Regions from separate parts of the Mus musculus genome. Here regions 2, 3, 4, 5, 6 and 7 are each linked to region 1. The links are chromatin contacts, called in public Hi-C, HiChIP or PLAC-seq and promoter capture Hi-C maps. All regions are on one chromosome and are shown on one strand. Each heading gives the region's core, a stretch centred on a gene start, on an enhancer-like site or on the middle of the called end of the contact. The rest is flanking DNA. Distances are from core to core; before and after follow the strand shown. Region 1 holds the start of Bfsp1 (beaded filament structural protein 1, in lens-CP94). Region 2 holds the start of Otor (otoraplin). Region 3 has its middle 36 kb from the start of Otor. Region 4 holds the start of Dtd1 (D-tyrosyl-tRNA deacylase 1). Region 5 holds the start of Rbbp9 (retinoblastoma binding protein 9, serine hydrolase). Region 6 holds the start of Dzank1 (double zinc ribbon and ankyrin repeat domains 1). Region 7 has its middle 21 kb from the start of Gm46768.

What was found. Promoter capture Hi-C pulls out the DNA fragments that hold promoters and counts their contacts. Hi-C and Micro-C count contacts between places; a contact is called where the count stands out from the background. HiChIP or PLAC-seq counts read pairs in DNA pulled down with a chosen protein or histone mark.
Region 2: a contact with region 1 is called in a promoter capture Hi-C map of second pharyngeal arch cranial neural crest. The contact joins the promoter of Otor here to the promoter of Bfsp1 in region 1. A contact is called at or near these places in 9 of 39 promoter capture datasets (cranial neural crest, embryonic stem cells, frontonasal cranial neural crest and 3 more), 2 of 115 datasets of contacts at active chromatin or transcription factors (astrocytes and embryonic stem cells) and 1 of 9 other capture datasets (embryonic stem cells).
Region 3: a contact with region 1 is called in an H3K4me3 HiChIP or PLAC-seq map of forebrain, with 9 times the contacts expected there. The contact joins the enhancer-like site here to the promoter of Bfsp1 in region 1. A contact is called at or near these places in 6 of 39 promoter capture datasets (3T3-L1-derived adipocytes, cranial neural crest, frontonasal cranial neural crest and 3 more), 2 of 484 Hi-C or Micro-C datasets (cerebral cortex and embryonic stem cells), 7 of 115 datasets of contacts at active chromatin or transcription factors (astrocytes, embryonic limb bud, embryonic stem cells and 2 more) and 1 of 9 other capture datasets (embryonic stem cells).
Region 4: a promoter capture Hi-C map of neural stem cells shows a contact between it and region 1. The contact joins the promoter of Dtd1 here to the promoter of Bfsp1 in region 1. A contact is called at or near these places in 2 of 39 promoter capture datasets (cranial neural crest and neural stem cells).
Region 5: a contact with region 1 is called in a Hi-C map of bone marrow-derived macrophages, with 11 read pairs. The contact joins the promoter of Rbbp9 here to the promoter of Bfsp1 in region 1. A contact is called at or near these places in 1 of 39 promoter capture datasets (the C10 cell line), 1 of 484 Hi-C or Micro-C datasets (bone marrow-derived macrophages), 1 of 115 datasets of contacts at active chromatin or transcription factors (astrocytes) and 1 of 9 other capture datasets (liver).
Region 6: a contact with region 1 is called in a promoter capture Hi-C map of liver, with 4 times the contacts expected there. The contact joins the promoter of Dzank1 here to the promoter of Bfsp1 in region 1. A contact is called at or near these places in 1 of 39 promoter capture datasets (liver), 1 of 484 Hi-C or Micro-C datasets (muscle stem cells), 3 of 115 datasets of contacts at active chromatin or transcription factors (astrocytes, embryonic limb bud and pro-B cells) and 1 of 9 other capture datasets (liver).
Region 7: a contact with region 1 is called in a Hi-C map of bone marrow-derived macrophages, with 15 read pairs. The contact joins the enhancer-like site here to the promoter of Bfsp1 in region 1. A contact is called at or near these places in 10 of 39 promoter capture datasets (the 3T3-L1 cell line, 3T3-L1-derived adipocytes, the C10 cell line and 7 more), 2 of 15 datasets of contacts at CTCF or cohesin (large pre-B cells and stem cell-derived epiblast-like cells), 33 of 484 Hi-C or Micro-C datasets (CD4 T cells, CD8 T cells, LSK cells and 23 more), 13 of 115 datasets of contacts at active chromatin or transcription factors (astrocytes, bone marrow-derived macrophages, cardiomyocytes and 9 more) and 3 of 9 other capture datasets (embryonic stem cells, liver and macrophages).

The regions. Positions count from the first base shown.
Region 1 is chr2:143,861,595-143,864,757 of GRCm38.p6, forward strand. Bfsp1 (beaded filament structural protein 1, in lens-CP94) reads right to left here and starts at 1,579. Exons shown (of 8, transcript NM_009751.2): 1 at 982-1,579. The coding sequence starts at 1,337. Gm33648 (a long non-coding RNA gene) reads left to right here and starts at 1,732. Exons shown (of 3, transcript XR_375039.4): 1 at 1,732-1,820; 2 at 2,831-2,952.
Region 2 is chr2:143,076,747-143,079,909 of GRCm38.p6, forward strand. Otor (otoraplin) reads left to right here and starts at 1,647. Exons shown (of 4, transcript NM_020595.3): 1 at 1,647-1,868; 2 at 2,178-2,317. The coding sequence starts at 1,754.
Region 3 is chr2:143,113,291-143,116,453 of GRCm38.p6, forward strand. No RefSeq gene overlaps it. Among named protein-coding and RNA genes, the nearest start is that of Otor, 36 kb to the left of the region's middle. Within about 2 kb of position 1,616, at least 12 of the 459 cell types and tissues checked have an H3K27ac peak or open chromatin away from gene starts, as enhancers often do. A contact at or near this core is called in forebrain and hippocampal neurons, where this site is marked.
Region 4 is chr2:144,598,348-144,601,510 of GRCm38.p6, forward strand. Dtd1 (D-tyrosyl-tRNA deacylase 1) reads left to right here and starts at 1,606. Exons shown (of 6, transcript NM_025314.3): 1 at 1,606-1,744. The coding sequence starts at 1,702.
Region 5 is chr2:144,549,358-144,552,520 of GRCm38.p6, forward strand. It overlaps Rbbp9 (retinoblastoma binding protein 9, serine hydrolase), which reads right to left and starts at 1,502. Exons shown (of 5, transcript NM_015754.2): 1 at 1,323-1,502. The coding sequence starts at 1,421.
Region 6 is chr2:144,525,712-144,528,874 of GRCm38.p6, forward strand. It overlaps Dzank1 (double zinc ribbon and ankyrin repeat domains 1), which reads right to left and starts at 1,703. Exons shown (of 21, transcript NM_172859.3): 1 at 1,569-1,703. Polr3f (polymerase (RNA) III (DNA directed) polypeptide F) reads left to right here and starts at 2,034. Exons shown (of 9, transcript NM_029763.3): 1 at 2,034-2,214; 2 at 2,992-3,109. The coding sequence starts at 2,153.
Region 7 is chr2:144,440,044-144,443,206 of GRCm38.p6, forward strand. No RefSeq gene overlaps it. Among named protein-coding and RNA genes, the nearest start is that of Gm46768, 21 kb to the left of the region's middle. Within about 2 kb of position 1,463, at least 99 of the 459 cell types and tissues checked have an H3K27ac peak or open chromatin away from gene starts, as enhancers often do. A contact at or near this core is called in 3T3-L1-derived adipocytes, CD8 T cells, Th1 cells and 11 more, where this site is marked.

The DNA of each region.
Region 1 (3,163 bases), core at 329-2,828:
TTCAAGCCCTGCTCCCCACTGGCTTCTGCAAGGCTTATATCCCCATGAGAGATGGAGTTTCAGGTCCCTTCTTGCAAATGGGTTCCTATGGCTCAAAACCAGGAACAGAAAGATTGATGATGGACTTAATAAACTATCCAGCTTGCCAATAAATTCACATTATGCTTCATTTTAACGTTTATTATGGAAATAGCAGTTGGACTTGATAAACAAGCTTTAAAATATACATATTCACTCATTCAAACATAGTCCCCAGAGAAACTCCGTCTAAAAAAAAAAAAAAAACAGACAAGACAGACAGTTGATATATACGTGAATTTTTCAGCCATAAAAAAGAAAATTATGCTGTTCCCAGGATAATGGATGCAACTGGAGATTAACATTAAAGCCAACTGAGCCAGTTTCAGAAAGCAAATATATGTTTTCTCCAATTTGTAGTTCCTAGATTGTATATAGTCACATAAAGTCATACACACACATACAAGAAAAGAAATTGGGGAAAAGGGAGATAAGTGGGAGGGAGGAGAAATGAGAAAAGGGAAGGTAAGGATCCAGGGGAGAATGCGGTTATGGTACAATATGTACCTGTATGAAGATTAAATTGAAAAAAAAAAGTATGGAGTCAAAATCAGTCATGTGAGAGTGCATATCCTGAAATTATAGAACCGGGGTGCACTGGGAACTGGGAGACTGCAGCTCTGGGGTGGTGCAAACTACCTCGCATATTTGGGTGTTGGCTCAAGTTAAACACCAAAAACTCGAACTATGCATTTAAAACCTGTATGGTCCATTCTATCTATCATCCCAAAACATAGGAAAAGTAAATGAAGCCGGATCCCGAAAGTGCCATGGAACTGAAAGTTGGACGTCTGCAGGACCCGTGCATCCCGACGCCCCTCTCTCCGCGGACAGTCTGCAGTTACCCCCACGCCTCCCGCCACATCGCCTACGTGCCTCAGTCTCCCTAACCGTGCCTCTTACTTGCTGCGGAACTCGTCGAGCGCGCGCTGCGCCTCGGCCTCCTGCCTCTCGAGCCGCGCGTGCTCGGCTGTCAGGTCCCGGGCGCGCTGCAGATTGGCCTCGACGTGGCGGGCGAGCGCGTCCTCGGGCCCGGGCTGCTCGCCCAGGCGCTGGAAGGCGTCGAGCTGCCGCCGCAGGCCGGCGTGGCGCTGCTGGAGCGCGCGGGCCCGCTGGACCTGGACTGCCACGCGCTCGCCCAGCGCCTGCAGCGCTGCCAGGCCGGGCGCGGTTCCCCCGGGCTGGGCGGCGGGGCCCGCGGGCTGGGCGCGCTCGTAGCGCTCCTGGCGGGCCTGGAAGACGTAGCTGCGGCGGTACATGGCTCCCGGAAGGCCGCGGCCTGGGCTGCGCCTGCTAAATAAACCGGCCGGCCGGGCTGGGACGTTCCAGAGCCGGTCAGCAGATGTGCCCTCGGGGCGGGCGCCCAACAATGAAGAGCCGCGGGTGCTTTGTGTGCGGGATTAAGCCGCCCATACAGCTCCCGGGTGGAAGGGGCATCGGGCAAGGACCTCTTTGTTCCGCCATTGTGGAGGCCTGTTGCTATGTGACTGCACGGAGGATCAGGGGGACAAGAGATGCATGATGCTCTTTTAACTGGCTCTGTGTAAGCCACCCAAGGCCAGCTTGCTAAAGTCCTGCAGCAGAGGGCCTGGCACTTTCTCCTGTCCCTTCCAACTTTCATTATGAACTTACTTGTTTGTTGTTGATTTCAGGCTTTTAAAGGCGTTACAATAATACCATGTTGCTGAGGCTGTCTCGGGGAGGGCTTCCTAACTATGCATGCAGATAAAATGGCCTAGCATGTAAGTGTTGAGCTGTCCTCCTAGTAATTTCTTATGACTGTTTGGGTGTATTTGTGAGGACTTGACAACTTGTATAGTGACTTAGGAAGACTGGTGATACTGACCTACACCGTTGCTCTCTCACCAAGGAGGTGAGGTTAGATGCTTCAAACTTAACAGAAATCCTTACAGTCTAAGGACTTAGTAAACTATCCAGTTCTCAAATAAATATTCTCATTATGTTTCATTTTAACTTTTATTATGGAAATGGCAGTTGGAGTTAAAAAACAAGCTTTGAAATATATACAATCACTCAATGTGATAGGCTTTGAAAAATTCAAAAGTAAAATTAATGTTGAAAATATTGAACTATTTGATGAGATTATTCCAGGATATAAATATTTATCATATTAAAATATTTATTTAAAGATCATTATCAAAGTCTGGAGAGATAACTCAGTAGGTAAGCATGCTGTACAATCACGAGAACCTGTGTTCAAATCCTCGGCACCCACGAAACGCTGGACATGGCTAAATATGCCTATAACTCAGCAATGGAGAGGGAGGTACAGTGATGGAGAAGCAGCAAACCTTCAGTTCAATAAGAGACCCTTCGTCAAGGCAGTGAGGAAGACACTAAATGCTCTCCTCCGACCACAGCATATACGTGCACACATTTCACATTTCTATAACCACATACTTAGCAGTACATGTGTATCACCCACAGTTTTAAAAACCATTATCAAAAGGACTGGTCTCTTATAAATTAAGGCTTAGCAACACCATATATTACCAACCATATGGATTACACATAATTATGCTACAAATTAAAGTTACTAAAAATAGGGAAAATCACTGAGATCTTTGTTTAGTTTATTATCACTCCAAGAAGCCTATATAATAAAGGATTCAGTCTGGAACAAAGCAATGTATGATCTGTATGTGTGGTGACATGGTCATATTCTCTCTCTCCCTCCCCCCCCCTCTCTCTTCCTCCCCTCCTCCCTCCATCCTTCCCTCTCTCTCCTAAGACATTTAGGTTTTCATGGCCAAGTGGAGGAGAGCATGATGTGAGTATTTTGAAGGTTTCCCACACACTGCTGGTGATGAATTGATTTCCAACTTCCCAGAGAGCAAAACCCACATGTAACAGGTACGATAAATCACCCATGGCCTTTGACATCACATGTTAGTCAGTTGTTGCTACAGAACAAACGACCCCAAAGAGTCGAGAAATAACACATATTTATCACCACTCTCTGGGTCCCCAGCCCGGCTGAACAGTTCTTCTAGCTGCAGGTCTTTTGATCGGCTGAGACAGCACCATAGCTCTTGTCCTTCCTTCTGAGTTAGCAATGTCAGAA
Region 2 (3,163 bases), core at 397-2,896, 780 kb before region 1:
TCATGGGGGTGAGGATTCCCAAGTTCCAGATTGAGGGGCAGGCCAGGGGCAGAGTGAGTTTTCACTGGCCTATTTCCCTACTGTGCCTCTTCCTATGGAACAGACACTCAAGAGTGGGAAAGTGGGAAAAGCTAAGTGTCTTACTAGGGGTTTTATTGCTGTGAAGACACACCATGACTATTATGAAGGAAAAGATTTAATTGAGACTGGCTTACAGATCATAGATTTAGTTCACTATTGCCATGGTCAAGAGCATGGTAGCATGAAGACATTTTCATTGCAACCACCACAGTAACAATTCTCAAGTTTCACCCTCTTCTCTTGGATCAATCAGCATTTGTAGATTAAATACATGATCCTTAGAAGAAGTTGCTACAGTTTTGATCTTGGATGTCTCTAAAACGCCACCTTCATGTTAAAACGTGTGCTCCGCCAGATTGGTGCAATTGGGAGGAGGCTGAACCTTTGAGGGGTGAGGACTACTGAGAGGCACATATGTCATTGCGGGTGACGCAAAGGAGATTGCAAGGTCCTGCTGGCTTTTCTTTCTGTATCTTCTGGTTCCTGGCCGTAAGTGGTGTTCTCTGCTACTGGCTTCTCCCAGGACATGCCACAGAGCCACATTAATGGGAGCAGTGACCATGAACTAGAACTTCCAGACCTGTAACCCACACAAACAAACTTTGTCTTTATAAATTGATTGTCTCAGGTTCCATGTCGTAAGCTAACGAACACTGGAATAAAGAAAGATTTACCTTCTTTTCTTCCCCCACTTATTTCTTGCTTCCACATTAGTAAGATCTGGTTGTGATATTAACTAATATATTATATAATCCACAGTGGCTCAGGCCAAACATAACTTCTAAGAAACCTATCACAAAATATTTGTGTAAGAGTTCTTTATATTATGTAAATACATATTTACATATACAAACAACACAAAATACATTATGCAAATATATTTGCATATATTATGCAAATCTAGAATTTTATTAGACTTACTAAAATAAAATTTGTTCTCAAGACATTTTGACTCTTTAAAATGTATATGTGTGCCGCACTGTGTGTGTGTCTGTGTTTACATGTGTGTGGACGTATGCATATGTGTTCCTGAGAAGGCCTGACATTGACAATTGGGTATCTTCCTTAGTTTCTCTTCATTTTATTTATTGAGGGTCTTGCTGAACCCAGAGCTTGCTGATTACAGTTTCTCCAGTTAGCAAGCTTGCCTCCAGGATGTCTTGTGTCTGTCTCTGCCACAATGCCTGTCTAGTTGTTGTATGGGTTCTGGGGTTCTATTCTAAACACTTGCATAACAAGTGCCTGATCCAGTGACCATCTCCCTAGTCTCCATTTTACATCTTGAACAGATTCCTACAGTCAATACATGTTTGCTCATAAACTGAAAGAACAGGAGGACAAAAGAGAAAAATAAACAGTGGTTGATAGTCTCACAGGCCTCTCAACAGAGCCCTGCTGGTAGACGCCACAAGCTGTGGCAGATACAGCTTTAAGCATGGCATGACATTTGTGTGGAACACAGACACAGGGCGTTTGACTCTCTCTGAAAAATGAAATGCCAAAAAGCCTCTGGAATCCAGTTGCACACATTATAAAATTACAGGGGAGGAGAGAGAGGGGGGTGGGGGTTGGCCCCTTCCTATTGGCTGGGTATTTACCCAGAGAGTCAGCTTTCAAATAAAAGAACCCTTGAATCAGGCAAAGAGTGCTAGTCAAAACAGCAAGAAGGAAGATGGCAAGGATATTGATTCTTTTGCTTGGGGGCCTTGTGGTTCTATGTGCCGGGCATGGTGTATTTATGGATAAACTTTCTTCTAAGAAGTTGTGTGCGGATGAGGAGTGTGTCTGTAAGGCACTGTTAACGGTTTGGTTCTCATTGTCTTTCTATCATATAATGGGAAATCTGTCTGGCAAACAGCCAGATTGTACTTTGCAGTGAATCCTAAATGTGCTCATTGTTTGCAGCTCTGTGTCTCAAGGTCTGTGTTTGGGGTCTAACTGCAGAGAATTCATTTCCTAAGATTTCCTTGTCGCCCCCCGCAACCCCCGTTTGAAACCCAGCTGTGCTCTCCTTTCCTCTCTCCTACCTTTCTTACACTTTGCCTTCTTACTCATAGGACATCTGGTCACTTCCCCCCCTTTTTTTTCTCTTCCAGATACTATTTCTCTGGCAAGAGCACAGGAAGATTACAATGCCCCAGACTGTAGGTTCATCGATGTCAAGAAAGGGCAGCAGATCTATGTTTACTCCAAGCTGGTAACAGAAAACGGAGCTGGAGAGTTTTGGGCTGGCAGTGTAAGACGAGACTGTTTTTAATACATACATACACACATACATACATACATACATACATACATACATACATACATACATACATATGTATATATTCTTAATTGTATTACTCTTAATTTTTCCTGGCTTTCCTGTCCTCAGTCCGTTTAATGTTTAACAGTAGCTGCAAAGATAATATGGAAACCGTAAGTGGAAACACAAAAATTCAGATTCATTTTTAAAAAGGGGTGATTTCACAACAAAATTAAGGGTAATTCAAACTGATGTTTTGATCAGGGGAAAAAAAACATGCATGCTGAGGTTTCTGCATTGCACATAAGTTAAGTCTCTTTCAAAAAATGTCTAAGAGGATTTGCCAAGGGTTGTGTGTGACTGGTCAGTCTAAAGGGGAAAATCCTCTTTGATTTTGCAGGAGCCACTTGCTTGACTTAAAATGTACCCACAGACCAAAGCAGAGTCCAGGGAGGGATGAAGCATGGGTGATGTCATCCAAGAGATACATCTAAAACCGATGAAGGTGTCAGTCAGGATGTACTTACTATATGTCACTTTGAATTGCTAAAAAGTGGAAAGTACACATACTGTAAAATGGGAGTCCATTTGCTTTAAATTTTTATTGACCTTAACTTCCTATAGATTCCAGATGATTTCAGGCAAAGTACGAGAGTACAGAAAGAGAAGTAATGTTAAGGTAGTGAGGCTCAGAGTTCCTGATGCTGCCAGTGAATTTCACATTTGCTCTGAATTCCCTGGAATGCACAGCTAAAGGGAGCACTGGCTTGTGTAATTTTCATTACCAGGAGAGGAGTTTCTCAAAAGCCCTGCCATCAGCTTTTCCCTAACTGCCGC
Region 3 (3,163 bases), core at 366-2,865, 750 kb before region 1:
CAATATGTTAGGTAATATATAGTTATATATAATGATATATATGTATATATGTACATATATGTGTATATATGTACACATATGTGTATATATGTACATATATGTGTATATATGTACATATATGTGTATATATGTATATATGCATATATATGCACATAAAACCTCAAGGCATATATTACACTTTTTTTAATAATTTTACAATTTGGAGAACAATATTCTTATTTAAATTATTTACATTTATATGGGATTAATTGTTGTTACTCTCCTACATAAACAAATAAGAACTTTTTCCAAGTTCCTAATTACAGTATCACTGATAATGTTATATATATGCTCCATGCAAAGGTACTTGGAGGGCTGGTGAGATGGCTCAGTGGGTTAGAGCACCCGACTGCTCTTCCAAAGGTCCGGAGTTCAAATCCCAGCAACCACATGGTGGCTCACAACCATCCATTAAGGAGATCTGACTCCCTCTTCTGGAGTGTCTGAAGACAGCTACAGTGTACTTACACATAATAAATAAATGAATCTAAAAAAAAAAAAAAAAAAAAAAGGTACTTGGAGTCCTCAATTTTTCAGTGTAAAAGAACAAAGTTTGGAGAATTGAATTGAGAGCTCATAATATGAAATCTACATCTTACCAGCAGATGGCACCACAAACACATAAAACCTAAACTTGAGGCTTTGGTTAAGGTGGAAATGTAAGAGATTTACATACATCAGTTGCAAATGAGATCTAGCTTTCCCCAAAGGAGATTCTTCTCTGCCTTTGGTTGCTCTTTATGTGAAAAGGAAACTGCCTTAAGTGGCCTGCAGATTACTCTGAGAGTGGGCAGAGATGCCTCACTAATCATACTCACCCCAGTGCCCATAAACTAATTATCTCCTTGGCCAAATCCATAGACTGACTGTATCTCAGAGCGATGTCTCTCTGCATGGTAGCCATGCAGTATGGTCAGACATGTCAGTTCCCTAGCATCACAGAGAGCTGTACAATAGAACCCAGAATTTACTCCTTGGGGAATGTGTTCTAAGAAACCACATTATTCCAACGATATATGCACGTGCCTCTCCTGCTGTGACATCACAGATTGCTGTAAGTTGAGTTTAGAGGATTCTCTTTCCTAACCAGCCTTGCAATCTCTAAAATGTGTCTTTCTCTTCTGTGTATCAATGACAGCATACTCCAACATAACTTGTCCATCTTGACTCTCTGTATCTGTGCACTGTGGAAGTTAATGTCATTTCTACAGGGAGACCTAACTCTGGAGCAGACCTGCTTCCATTAACCTTTCTAAGTTCCTGTTTTGCACACAAATCCCCTTTGCTGTATTGACTCAAGCTTGCTATTTTTCCCTCCAGATTTTAATGTCTCTGCTTTTCTGGAGGGAATCCCCATGTCTCGTGCTGACTTAGTGTCTCAGCCTTGCTCCAAATGATTCACACTCCTTTTCTATCCACCAGTAGATGAGAAAATGCAGTACGGTTCCTATGGAATGTTGGAGGGACATGCAATGGCCTAGCATGGCTACTACATTGCAGTCTCTCCCATCCCACCCCACTTTCCAGGCATTCAAGTAAACCAGCTTGATCAGGGAGCTTTAGGTGGCCGAGTTCCAAAATCTGCTCCGACAGATTGTTTCTGGGTTTCTGCAGTGACAGCCTCCTACTCTCAACTCTGCCCAAGAATGCCTGAGACCCAACCATTTTTTTTTTTTTAACTTTCACTAGAAGCTGACTGGCAGGTGCATTGGTGAGCAATGTGCTGCATTTGTGGGAGGTTTCAGAGATATGCAGAGGTCCACAGACGTGGAGTGGTACTGCAGTAGAGTCATAGCAGTGCCACTTCTCTTTGATCCTGGCCACCTTCCATGACACTTGCTCTAGCCTGCACCATCCCTTTATTCTTGTCGCCTCTTCCTCCAACCCCTCATCCCTCCCTTTTGAGAAGAAACACCATTTCTCCCATCCCTTCTGCAGTACAGAGGCCCCCAAACCATCTCTCATGGTGCACACCAAGTTTTTTCTTTAAGTTAAAATGCCGTGATCTCTCTGTGTGTTCATTAATCTTCACTGTGATTAAGGGTGTGGAAGCAGCCAGCACCTGACTGTGGTGTGTATAGGAGGGGTCTCTGGCAGGAGATTATGATCAGCTACAGTGACCCCGATAGCATTTCCGTGACTGAATGCAGGCAGCTTCAAAAGCACACACACACACACACACACACACACACACACACAGAGAGAGAGAGAGAGAGAGAGAGACCAGGAGAGACATATGCACACACTCTCTTTCTCTGGCCCCTACACCAACCACCGTGAGACTCTGCTAACAGGAAGACCACCACTGATAGCCCTAGGACTGAGAGCTAAAATCAATGTATGAGTCAGTGGTATTGTGCTAGTATGCAAAAAGGAAAAGAAAAAGAAATGTGTACAAAGAGCTTTTAGCCCAACAAATAATGACTAGCTTTCCCCCATCTCCTCCTCCATAGGTTATATGTGGTGCAGTACAGGATAGTCTCAAACTCACTACGTAGGCCAGAGTGGCATTGAACTAACATTCATCCAGTCTTAGCCTCCTGATGCTGCTATCACCACTAAACTCAGGAAAAAACAGATTTTCCTTTATATATTTGGAATTGCAGTTTCTCTTAAATTTGGCTTCCTGACTATCAAAGTCAAGAATTTTTACAGGACTGATGTGTTCAGGGGGTGATGACAGAGGGCACAGAGACAACCAAAAGCTCTAGAGATCGCCCGAATGCTTCTCAGCTCTGATGGCCAACAGGCTTTTATTTCTCTAGGTGCTGGCAGGATTTATGTCAACTTGCCACAAGCTGAGAGGAGTGACCCTCAACTGAGAAAGTGCTTTTATAAGGCTGGGCTGTAGGCAAGCCATTAGGGCGTTTACTTAATTCATGACTGATGTGGGAGGGTCAGGTCCATTATGGGTGGGGCTACCCCTGAGCTAGTGGTCCTGGGTTCTATAAGATGGCAGACTGAGCAAACCTCAGGGAGAGAACAAGAGCCCCTAAAAAGCACTCTTCCATGGCCTCTGAATTAACTCCTGCCTCTAAGATTCTTCCCTGTTTGGGCTCCTGCCCTGACTTCTATCAGTGATGGACTATGATGTGTGTGAGCCAAAGAACACTTTCCTTTCACA
Region 4 (3,163 bases), core at 356-2,855, 740 kb after region 1:
GGCTTCCTACATGGTAGCTAAGTACTATGTTCCACTGAGCTACACTTCTAGCCCCAGGTTAAGTTTTGTTGTTGCAGAATTACCACTGTATCCTTCAATATCAGGAAGCATGTGACTGACACCCATTGATCTTGCTGCTGCTGCTGCTGGTGGTATCCTTGACAATTTAACTCATGCAATTTTGCATTCACTATTTAATATTTAAGCATAATATAAAAGGCTCCCAGTCCTTAGCACAACTGACTCCATAAAACTCAGTATGTAGATAGTACCACTTGCCAGAGTGAAAAGGAAGACCGAATCTATCAAATGCACTAAGCTTGCCTTTTGACTTCTGTAATTGCTTTAGCCTAACTGTGCTTATTAACTGAAGTATGTCAACCGAGGAATTTTTTTTTTTTTTTTGCTTAAATGCTCACTCTAAAAGAATCTGAGCTTTAATGAGATCCTGAACACCCAGTGTAGTTGCCAGTTGGCTAATAAAGACTTTCTACTGGCTTAACCCCGGTCTGAGTAGTCTTATCTGATGGATACCCCACAATAATACACATTTCTAGGCCTTTTTTGTTTTTGTTTTTGTTTTTTTGGGGGGGTGAGGGGGAAAGCAACATCTCACTCTGTATTTCATGCTGGCCTTGAACTTCAGCGTGATCCTCATACTGCAGCCTCCAGAATGCTTGGATCACAGATGTTCAACCACCATTCCTTAGAGTATTTCGGGCCAAATAACAGTTCTATCAAATTGCTTTCTAACAAATGCTTTTCTGAATCTGCTAATCCTGGAAGAGGCGTTCAAAGCAAAGACACTCTGAAATGGGTGAACTTTTTCTGATACTCCTATTTCGTTTTTAAGGGAAAGTCTCATTACATTGCCCACATTGGTGGTCTTGAACTCATGGACTTAAAACACTTTCCCGCTTCATCTCAAGTAGCTGGGACTATCTCCCCCCCCCCCCATTCTTCTTTTTCTTTGTTTAATTATAAACACATGGACTACCACTGGACTATGAAGATGTTATTTTTTAGTGATGAAAACTTAGTACAGTAATAGCTATACAGTTCTTTGCAGCCATCTAAGCATCTTTACAGCCCATCCAAATTTCCTAACAACCCTATGATAGGGCTAAGTATTAGATTTGTATTAGGAAGGAATTAGAATTCTAGACTGATAGACCTATTAACTATTGTGTCTAAGGTAAATCAATAGTTATGTAGTTAAATGGCTATGTTAGCAGCAGGTCCTTTTGTTTTTAGCAACAGGATTGCTGCTGAGGCTACAGAACAAGTGAAGATTTTGGAAAATCTGTGACCGGAGGATTGGAAAAGAGGGAGAAAAGCAGGAAAAAAACTTAAGGGTAAAACTGAAAGAGAAAGAAACTGGAGCAGAAATTAATGAGTGTCTGGACATAGTGGAGACTAGGCTGGCAGTTTGGGACTATAGTGCTTAAGAAGGAGTTCAGGGGTGGATAGGGCGGCGCCTACCACAAATGGACTAGGTTATGCATAGGTGACAGGTGAGGGTGATTGACATGGGCGGGGCCAATTGGATAGGTGTGGCCGACGTGGGCGGGACGCAGCTCTGTGGAATGGGTCCTCACGGAGCTCTTCCGGTGTTGCCGGTAGAGGGCGCCGGTCGAGGAGCCACCGGCGGAGTCGCAAGGTCTGACCACACAGCAAATTCCAGTCGCTACAGCCGCCGCCATGAAGGCCGTGGTGCAGCGCGTCACTCGGGCTAGCGTCACAGGTCAGTCGGGCGGGCCGGGGAGAGAGCAGCCTCTGACCCCCGCGACCCGCTGTTCCGTGTGAGGGTTCCCCGCAGCCCCGAGTTACCGGGCAGCCTCTGGGCAGCGCCGTGGCCGAGAAGATCCGGCACGTGCCTGGCCGCTCATGGGTTCAGGCTCCGTGCTTTCGTTGCTACATAAACCCTCATCTCCGTCGTCATCACCATTATAATCATCATCATTATCTTTGTGAGTGTGTGTGTGTGTTCCTCACAGACAAGGTGCCAGAACCTGTGAGCATCCCCAGGGCCCGTTGTTGAATGCACTGTTGCACAAACAACACATAGGGGAGATTTCCGGAGCGGAATCGCTCGTTTATCCACCGCTCTGTCTGAGATGTAGCATTTTAACAACCCCCTTTTGCATATCTTTTCTTTTTAAAATAGAACTTGGCTCATGATAAAATGGACAGACGGAGGAATTGCTAATTGTTTGAGCTCTGGCAGCTTTGAGCAAATATCTGCTGGCATCCTCACTGGGTGCAGAACATCCCTTGCTTGCACCTGGATGTCGGTCTCTGAACCTTCAGCCATGGGTCAGAACCACAGAATTCAAGATGACGTGCTTCTCTTTCCCATTAATTAATATAGACCCAGATGCTCAGCCATTAGCCATCAGTTGAATGTGGGAGGCTAGTTGAAATATTCAGGATCCAGCTACTGTAGTTATTTGAAAAGTGTTAAAAAAATAGAAACGACTGGTGCCATTCTTTTAGTCTTTTAAGTTAAAGAAATAAATACATTTATTTATTTGGTGTGTGTGTTTCTGTGTGTAACAGGCCAGAGAACAATTTAGATGTGCCACCACCATGTGGGTCCTTGGGATTCAACTCATGGAATTAGGCTTGGCAGCAAGTCTACCCATCACTCATTTAGCTAGCTTGCTTTCTCTCTTTCTTTCTTTCTTTCTTTCTTTCTTTCTTTCCTTTTCGAGACAGGGTTTCTCTGTTTAGCCTTGTCTGGCCAGGAACTCACTCCGTAGACTAGGCTGGCCTTGAACTCACAGATCCACCTGCCTCTGCCTCCCAAGTGCTGGGATTAAAGGTGTCTACCACCATTGCCCAGCTGTGTTTATAGAGGCAGAAGTACATTTTCAGGTCAGATGCCAAGGCCTGTAGTCACAGCCACTTTGGAGGCTGGGGAAGGAGCTGTGTTGAGCCCAGGAATTGGACAACAGAAAGCAGATTGGACAACAAAAGAGTCTCTAAGATTCCCCCTCCTCACCAAAGCTTCAGATCAAGCAATACAGATATCTTTTTCTTTAAACCATTTTATACTAAATACATGGTTTTGAGTTTAAAGCTAGACCCAAGACTCCTCCCCAACCAAGTAGCCAAACCACATATTTAGACTCGAGAGTCCACCTTCTAATCCTGCTTAATG
Region 5 (3,163 bases), core at 252-2,751, 690 kb after region 1:
ATCTGTGCTTATCTCCAAGTCATGTACCTATAGAGAAGACCTAAGTGAACGTGCTAGGGACAGAATGACCTGAGCTGAACACTGTTCCACAGAAAGATGGTCAAAAAGAACAGAGACACCACTGAGGAAGTTGGGCATCCCATCCCACTGGCCATTTTCAGCTTGACCCAAGAGTTGGTAGCTTTGTCCATAACTTTCAGTCACAACCCTGAAGTTTTATTCCAAACAGAATCTTTTCTCCTGAAATTCTATTCTAGAGGCCAAAGCAGGAAACCAATTTCTGGGATATAGAAGAGGGTTTTGTTTTATTAAAAGTTAAGCACAGGCTGGGCAGTGGTGGCGCATGCCTTTAATCCCAGCACTTGGGAGGCAGAGGCAGGCGGATTTCTGAGTTCGAGGCCAGCCTGGTCTACAGAGTGAGTTCCAGGACAGTCAGGGCTACACAGAGAAACCCTGTCTCGAAGAACAAAAACAACAACAACAACAAATAAGTTTTAGGCACAGGACCACCTAAGGTGCAATTATATATTTTATACACACACACACACACACACACACACACACACACACACACACACATTCATTCTATAAAGTTCACAAAGAAACCACATTAAACAATCCGTTGTTTAATGATTATAATCATGGTTGTAAAAAATACTTTTAAGTTTTAAAAGGTGTAGCAAAAAGGCCAGACAAGCAGCCCAGCTGGCCAAGGCATTTGAAGTACAAGCCCAGTGACCTGAGTTCGATTCCCAGAACCTGTGTAAAGGTAAGAAAGAACTAATTCCAAAAATGTCTTCTGACCTCCAGATGTGCCCCTGCACACAATAATTTAAAAAGAAGCAAAATAAACTTCAGAATGTCATAAGGGTGGGGGGACAGGGAGCAGACGGATTATTCAGAAGATACGGGCAATGTTCTTATTTGTCCTGAGAGTGTAGCTCAATTGTACAGGACACACAAAGACACCTTGGGTTGGACAGCACAGGAAAAAAAAAATCTCAGTTTGGTAGTTTATTGTATACTATACAATCCGTTGTTTATATTAAATATCACATAGTGAACTAAAAACAAAGAAATGAATATAAACATAAAATTATCTGGAAAGTCTGGAATCTAAACTGGCAGCCGATGGGGGTGCGGAGGGGGCATTCTCTCTAGTTGTAAAACAGGTTTTCCTTTTAGTGCCAAAACCTGCGCCTTCTGCTTTTTGAGCTGTTCGCTAGGTAGTATACGGACCACATCTGCGAGCCTCGCCTTTCGTTCCCTCTCTCTTCACTCCGAGCCAAGCTGGTTGAAGAGCAGGGGCTAGCATTCCTTACCTGCTCCAGCCCCTTTTTCACCCAGCCGTACCAGCCGTGGGTGGCCACATCCCCGCCTCCGTTCCCGGGAACAATCACTGCCTTGTTGGGGGACGCCATGAATGTAGACGTGGGAGACCCTTGCCCAGCTTGGACCAGCAGCTCTCAGACCAAGACTACATCCGGCCCAGAGCCTGCACTGCGGACTTCTGGGAATTGTAGTTCTTGGATACCTGCAGGCCTACGCATTTTCTGGCTAAAGCACAGGCAGCTAAACTCAAACCCTGTGAATTACCATCAAATATTAATTATCTTTGATTTACCCTTTTCCAGCGTTCTCATACTCCACATCCCTTATGTCCTGGCAACAGTGTGCTCATAATGTGTTATCTTTTTATTAGTTGTACCAATACTTCTTTAAGGAAGGTTTATTTTTTTCAAATGAACTTTCCTTAATTTGTTTAAGACAGTTTCATTACGTAGCCCCTTACTGGCCTGGAGCTGTCTATGTAAACCAGACTGGCCTAGAACTCACAAAGATCTGCCTGCTTTTGTCTCCTGAGTGCTGGCATTAAAGGAGTGTCACCACATTCAGTCAGTGTTGGGTGTCTTCTTTCCTTCATTTCCACATTACATTTGGGTTTTGCGACAAGATCTGTGAATTTGGAGCTCATTGGTTTAGCAAGAGTAGCTAGCCAGTGAGCTTCAGGGACCTCTCTGCTTCCCACTCCATGAATGCTGGACATGAGCTGTGTCTCCAGTGTCCTATGCTATCCACTACCACTGAAGCTCCACTTTCACGGGCTCATGCAACAACCTTTCAGGGCTTCTTGGCAAACAATACAACCGGGTCATATTTTGTTAGTGGTAGCAGCTTTCTAGAATCTGAGAGCAAGCCTCCATGTGCTCTCATTTTACCTATTTATTTATTTTTAAGTAAGGTCTCATTAGGTATGCTGGGCTGGTTTTGAACTCACAGACATCAACTTACCTTATATGCCAATGTGCCTAGCAAATCCCTCTTACTCATATTTGGCATGCTTGCAAGGACAACATCACATGAACAATTAACACCAAGTTCTGGTGCCACACGAATGCAGGCAGACCCTGGTGAGCCATGGTGCCATGTTCCAGCAGTAAACCCTTGAGAGGGGTGGAGGCATTCTCTCCTTTTAAACACATTTGTCCTTTTAGGAGTCGAAACCCTAATGGGTGGAGTCTGATCCTCCGGGCACATTTCTTACTGCCCCAGTGTGGAAGTTTTCCATTAATGGTGTCAATCTCTTTTTAATTAAAGCTGCTTTCTCCCTCTCTCCCTAATCTGCATCTTTTAACATTTTCGTGTTCTCATTCATCCTATACTGCATTTTTACTTCCTCCTGCTAAAAATCTATCATAAGCCACAATAAATGTGATAACAATAGCCATGCCTCAGCCTAGATGTAATGTCATACTCATTTGAAACTTCTTCATCCACACCTGGCCAAGGAACATGGGTTCCCAGTTCCATCGTTGAAGGCATGCAGAAGCCATGACATCCATGGCTCACCAGGGCCTGCCTGCATCTGAGTGGCAGCAGAACTTGGTATTAACTGTTCATGTGACATTGTGGACCGATAGATGGCCCCTATTGAATTTGGTTCAGTTGAGTTTTCGGGACACAGTGAGAACACAGCCATGAATGGTCTTTGCCAGACTCTCACACCAATGACCTCATTTCTCAGCAGTTTTTGCTCCCATCTGAAACGTCATAAGCAGACCTTTTGTTGTTCATGTTTCTATTGGCATTCCAACTTTCCAAAAGTCTCATTGGACGGTCCATTCATCTCTGCCTATAGCTCTCTAATCTCCAGCCTACAGCT
Region 6 (3,163 bases), core at 453-2,952, 660 kb after region 1:
TAGATTAAAAATTTCCATCATGAACCTATGCCTAAACACGAAAACAACAGAGTGCTACTTATTTTAAATGCATTGAAGCCAGAAGAGCATTAAATTAATATGCCACCTACAGATAACGCCCAGTTTAATTAATGAAATTATTACACGTTGGCTGTATGCTTGCTCTTGACGTCTGCTGTTGGATATTCACCTAAACACTTTACATCTAATAAAGACAAACAGATGAATTCGCTAGGAGGCTGGAGCTGCTTTAAAAGGGCAGGTCCACGGATGAGGCAGAGCAGAATCCACCTCTAACGCTCTGAGCTCAGTTCCCTCGAGATCATTCACTCTTCACTGCCTTCAGCCAGTGCGCGCGCACATGCACACACACACACACACTCACTCTCCTGACTTCAAGGCAACTCATTACATAAGGGGAGCAGGTAACTCTGCACGTAGCATGAATTACTTAGAGCCAAATCTTAAAAGAGGTTCTAACCCCCCACAGTCTCACCTTTGCAAACCACTGCAGTGTATTGTATTTTGGAAAATATACTGCAAAGACTGCAGAGCATCAGCTCTCAATAGAAAGGAAGTTGACATGGATATAAACCCACAACCATCATTTCCTATTAGCTCTGCTATTTTGTAAATAACTAGCAGGGCAGAAACCTTATGGGTCTTTTCTTTGAGGTGGGGAGGAGTCCTCTTAATCCAGTATTTGCAACTTGCACTGTAGCTTCAACGATTGTGGCTACATTATTATTCAATTATAATGTACATATTCATCTCACTTTTATAATCAACATTTTGCATCCTCATTTCGCCCCCCGCTCCCCCGAGACAGGGTTTCTCCGTGTAACAGCCCTAGCTGTTATGGAGCTCTACCTGTAGACCAAGCTGGCCTCCAACTCACAGAGATCCACCTGCTTCTGACTCCCAAGTGCTGGGATTAAAGGAATGAGACACCATGCCTGGCTTACAATTTTTCATGTAACAATTTGTTGTTCAGTGGTGAGGTCATTTTTTTTTAAATGGTAGTTGGAATTCTGATCATGTTGCTGTGAACATGTTTGCGTTTTGACATATCTTGTTCTGGAAAGCGAGATAATTAGAATTAAAAGACGAATTTAATGCCTTTTTGGATTCTTCCAGATTGAGGACCAAGAATAAAAACTACAGGTATCTGACCCTTCAGAAATGACGCTGGATGTAGAGGGATTCGCCTACCTTCACATTTCCCTTCGAGTGAGAGTCAGCTAAAATAAAGATAGCTGAAAACTAGATTCTAAATAAACACCGTTGGTTCGAGACTGAAGTGCTCACGGTTAGCTATTAGCTGCTCTTGGAAACCTGGGGTGGTCACTGGACCTCACAGGAAGGAGACAGAGATGGCTGATTCGCTAGGTCCACACCGCAGCCTGGTGTCAGTGTCATGCCACCAGCATCTCCCAACATCCTGCACCTGAACCATCTCCTCGCTGCCCAAACCAGGACCCAGACCCTGCGTCATGCCCTCGGCCTCGCGAGGCAGTCAGAGATGCCTAATTCCCTCCCAACCCAGTGAGAGATGCCCTTCTCCTCACCCTTCTCCAGCCTCAAGGACAGAGATTAAGGACCCCCGACGCAGCACCGCCGCCGCCAACCCGTTGTCAGGTTTCTCACGGTCTCACCACAGCTCCTCCGCTGCAGCTTGCGTTTCCACAGACGCTGCGAACCGCGCCCCGCCCATCGGGAGCCGAGCAGATGATTGGCAGGGAAATCGACATCCTAGCAACCAGCCCCGCCCTTGTCTCTGGCTGCAGCCTCCGTCTGGTACCCGCCTCCAGATCCTTCTGCGACACTTTCTTGTAGGTGTCCAAGAATATGCCTTCTCGGCGGCTGGAAGAGGCTGAAGGGTGCGTACTGGAGCCAGAGGCTCTTGTCCGACAAGCACTGAAATTTGAGACAACGGAAGGGAGTCGCTGTGGCGACCCTGCCGAGCAAGGCGGAGCAGGCACAGCACGGGCGCCCCAAGCCGATCCGATGAAGAAGGCCCAGCGCGACCGGATGAAGAAGGTCCCTCGCCTCTCTCTCAAGCCTCGGTCCCCGGCGCGCGCCTCCACCGGTTCCCGAGACTTCCAGCGCGCTCCGAGGGGCCACTTTTCCTCTAGTCTCGAAAACTGCCCTCATGGCGGAGGTGAAGGTCAAGGTGCAGCCGCCGGACGCGGATCCGGTGGAGATAGAAAACAGGTACTGCAATAAAGCTAGGCTCCCGACGCTAAGCGAGCAGTCAGCTGGGTAGCGGGACCCCCTTCTCTCTCAGTCCCGCGGGGAGAGGCTGGGGTAGACTGGTCGAGCACGCGGGAGCGGGGTTGCCGGGTGTCTGGGCGACCCCCCCGCCCCGATTAGGGAGAGTAGAACTCTTCAGAAGCTCTAGAGCAGCGGGACAGCTTGAAACGTTGTGGAACTGGGTTCTCCGGGATTCTATTAGAGCACTTGGAACGTGACAGCAGCCAGGGCCAGAAGAGAGACCTGCATTTTCCCTGTAGTTCTTGGACATGTGTTCGAATCCAGGATTGCCCGGTTGCCAAGGGAAGTTCTATAAGAGAACGTTGGGGCCAAATGAGGGTTCAGTTTGTGATTACAAAGGACCATTGAGCCAAGTAGGTTCAGTGAGTGCCTTAACTCCCGTAGTGCACATGTGTTTCTAGGTTATAATGTATTTAAAAGACGACTTTCTCAACATTATTATTGTGGATAATAAGTTTATTACACCTCCAAACAAATTAATCCCTCCAGTTTGTTTGGAGGGGATAATTCTCAAGACTCCAGTTATGGTGAATCACTATGCTGCCCCCCACCCCCACCCCCGAATATTCTATTTGCTTTCTGCCCACAGACCTTGGAGTCACTTTGCTGTACTTATTCCCATTGACAACATTGAGCTTTTTAGCTTGACTATCGTGTATCTTCCTTATTTGCCTTTAAAAGCAAGCAAACATAAACCATTTATACCGTTGTTCCTAGAATTATAGAATTATGCCACCAGTTCCCTCATGGAATCACAGATCAAGTAATTCAGAACGAAATGCCTCACATTGAAGCCCAGCAGCGGGCAGTGGCCATCAATAGACTGTTATCCATGGTAAGGTGAAGTCAACCAATTCATGTAATTTGTTGTATATTCTGGTTTTCATTG
Region 7 (3,163 bases), core at 213-2,712, 580 kb after region 1:
GCCCATTAGGGCATAGGGCTGTACAGGAAGCCCCAGGGTGCAGGCCTGTCTGCCCTGCCAGCTACTGGGCATCCCAGGGCAGAGATCTTGTCCTTGCCTGCCTGGGTCCTCATTTGACACAAAGGGTATGATTTTAGGAGTAGTGGCTTCCTAGTGTTGCTGTGGGACTGAATGGTTGTGTGTGTGTGACTTGGTTGTGTATAGTGTTCCACAGATGCTCAATAAATATCAACTTCTTTCATCCTGATGGTTTTTTGTTTCTTGTTTTAAAATGAAGTGTGATGGTGCATACCTTGGGAGGAAAGGGCAGGTGGATATCTGTGAGTTCAAGACCAACTTGGTCTATGTAGCAAGTTCCAGGCTAGCCAGAGCTACCCCTACCACCACTACCATCACCCACACACACATACACACACACACACACTACCCATACTCCAATAAAAGAATAAAGAAAAGGAAGATCAATAGTTTAGAACGCAACTTGTGGGCTGGAGAGATGGCTCAGCGGTTAAAAGCACTGACTGCTCTTCCAGAGGTCCTGAGTTCAATTCCCAACAACCACATGGTGGCTCACAACCATCTGTAGTGGGATCCAATGCCCTCTTCTGGTGTGTCTGAAGACAGCTACAGTGTACTCATATACATGAAAAAGTGAATAACTAATTCTTAAAAAAAAAAACAAACCTGACTTGTAGCAAGTATATACGAACACTTGGTATGAGTCTCTACACTCATCTCCCCTTGCAGGCACCAGTTCCTAGATGGACACCCATGAGACCAAGACACCAACAAGGTTTATTAGTCAGGCTCATGTTTAAGATTGTAGCTGTCCGGGGCTGGAGAGATGGCTCAGTGGTTAAGAGCACTGACTGCTCTTCTGAAGGTCCTGAGTTCAAATCTCAGCAACCACATGGTGGCTCACAACCATCCTTAACAAGTGTCTGAAGACAGCTACAGTGCACTTACATTAAATAAATAAATAAATAAATCTTAAAAAAAAACCAACAACAAGATTGTAGCTGTCTTTTACATATGCCTACACAGCACACCGGGTTACTGAGGTAGAGCAGACATAAGGACCAGCAAGACCTTAGGGCAGTAGGAAGGATTTTTCATAACCACTGGGGCCCTGAGAGGATTTCTTGCCTAGCAGAGGTGGAAAATGACCTCGAGAGGCCAGCAACTGTGCAAGTCTGAAGACCAGACTTCAAATCCCTTGCACCCTTAGGTATCTGCTCCCAGGCGGAGACTGGGGGATTCTGTGGGTACAGCCAAGGGGGAGGCCTTGAAGGTTCTGCTCAGCTTCTCAGGCAGGCGAGGTCTCCTGTTTGTCTCCCAAGGCTTGGTGTCTTCATCCACACTTCCTGGTTAACTGTGACAAACCGTGGGAGAGCCCTGGGCCCACCCGCTTCTCCCTGAAGGTGTTGCTAAGGGCTTAGTCATCAGAGGAGCCTTGGCCCATTTGCGCAATTACTGCAACTAAGAATGGTTTCACCCTTCCTCTGACTCTGTCACCTCTGGAAGCCACAGTAAACAGTTCTCGATCAGAGCTCAGCGCCAGAAACGTGGGCGGCGCCCTGCAAGGGGCACGGGACCACAGCTGCAAAAGAGCCTGGCACGGCTCAAGCCTTCGCTGCTTTCATGCCCAGATTCTTGGCTGGCTCTCTCAGCTTTACAGGGAAAGGCTCCTTTCTGTTAATTTGCTTGGCAAATATTTTTTGGCTGGTGTTCAGAGATGATTATGAGAAGTGTGTGGAGAGGCCAGATGTGGTCCCTAGAGTGGTAGTGGAAGATTCCAGAAGGCCTCAGGGTTGGGCAGAAGGTGTGCAGGGTTGGGTTGGGTGAGTCCTGGCCTGAAGACCTGGTAGCTGAGACAAACTGAGTGAGGGTGGAGACACAAAAACGTGCCCCTCACCCTGACCCCCAGGTCAGGCAGCAGGCCGTAGGCCGAAGGCCGCAGGCAGTACTTCTGAGAACGGATAGGAGCACTCGGGTATCTGGTGGACATGCCCTGCTCTCCCTGCAAACTGTCGCGAAGCCATCAATTGGCAATTGTAAGAGCTCCAAAAATCTCATGTCAACAGCTTATTGGAAGCACACCTAAACCGTAGTACAGACCTGATGAAAGAATCACAACTGATTATCAGCAAAATGCAAATCAAAACCGTGGGGACGGCAACTATCAAAACAAAACAGACAGAAAATAACTGGTGCCAGGAGGAGGGAGAGAAACGGGAGCCCGTGTGTGCTCAGTGAGAATGTAAACCATACAGCAGCTATGGAAAACAGTGCCACTGTTCATAACGAAACAAAGGGTAACATCACGGGGGCCCAACCGTTCTACTCTTGGACCCATACTCAATAAAAAGAGAGATTTGAAGTGTTATTTGTATATGCATTTTTTTTGTTTTATTTTTAATTTGTGTTTGTTTAGATTCCCACAGAGACCAGAAGAGGGGGTCAGATCCTTTGTGCGTGTGTGTGCGTGTGTGTGCATGTGCGTGTGTGTGTGTGTGTGTGTGTGTGTGTGTGTGTGTGTGTGTGTTTGTTTTGAGGGGGTGTTTGTTCACAATGGAATATTATTCAGCCTTTAAAAGGAAGGGAATTCCAGCATACGCTGTAGCTTGAGGACATTATGTTAAGTGAAATAAGCCAGACACAAAAGGACAAATAACACACAATTCTATTTATTTAAACAAGGCCTCTAAAGTTCTCAAGCTCATAAAGACAGTAAGTAGACAGCAGTTGCTAGCTGTTGGGGGGCGTGTAGGAGAGTATTGGTATTAGAGTTTCAAATTGGGCAGATGAACGTTCTAGAATCAGGAACAACAATTAATGTATTTAACCCTGAACTATACAGATAAAAATGGCAACCCGTCACTTCTATATTAATGAACCTTACAGCAATAACAGACATATAAGAAGGAAAAACATATAGTAAATATGACATAGGCCAAACAGCTCTTATTTTCGGCCTGGTGTAGCCTCAGACTGCTGGCTGGTCTGCTCTGCTGTGGGTGTGGGTGGATCAGGGGTGAAAGGGCTTTGTCACCACTGTGATTCCTACAGGAAGCCCTCAGGAGCTGCTGACCTCTGAGTGCCTCAGCCGGCCTGCCTTGGACTCACGGCGCTGCAAGTTCCGATGTGCTGTGTGACACCGAAG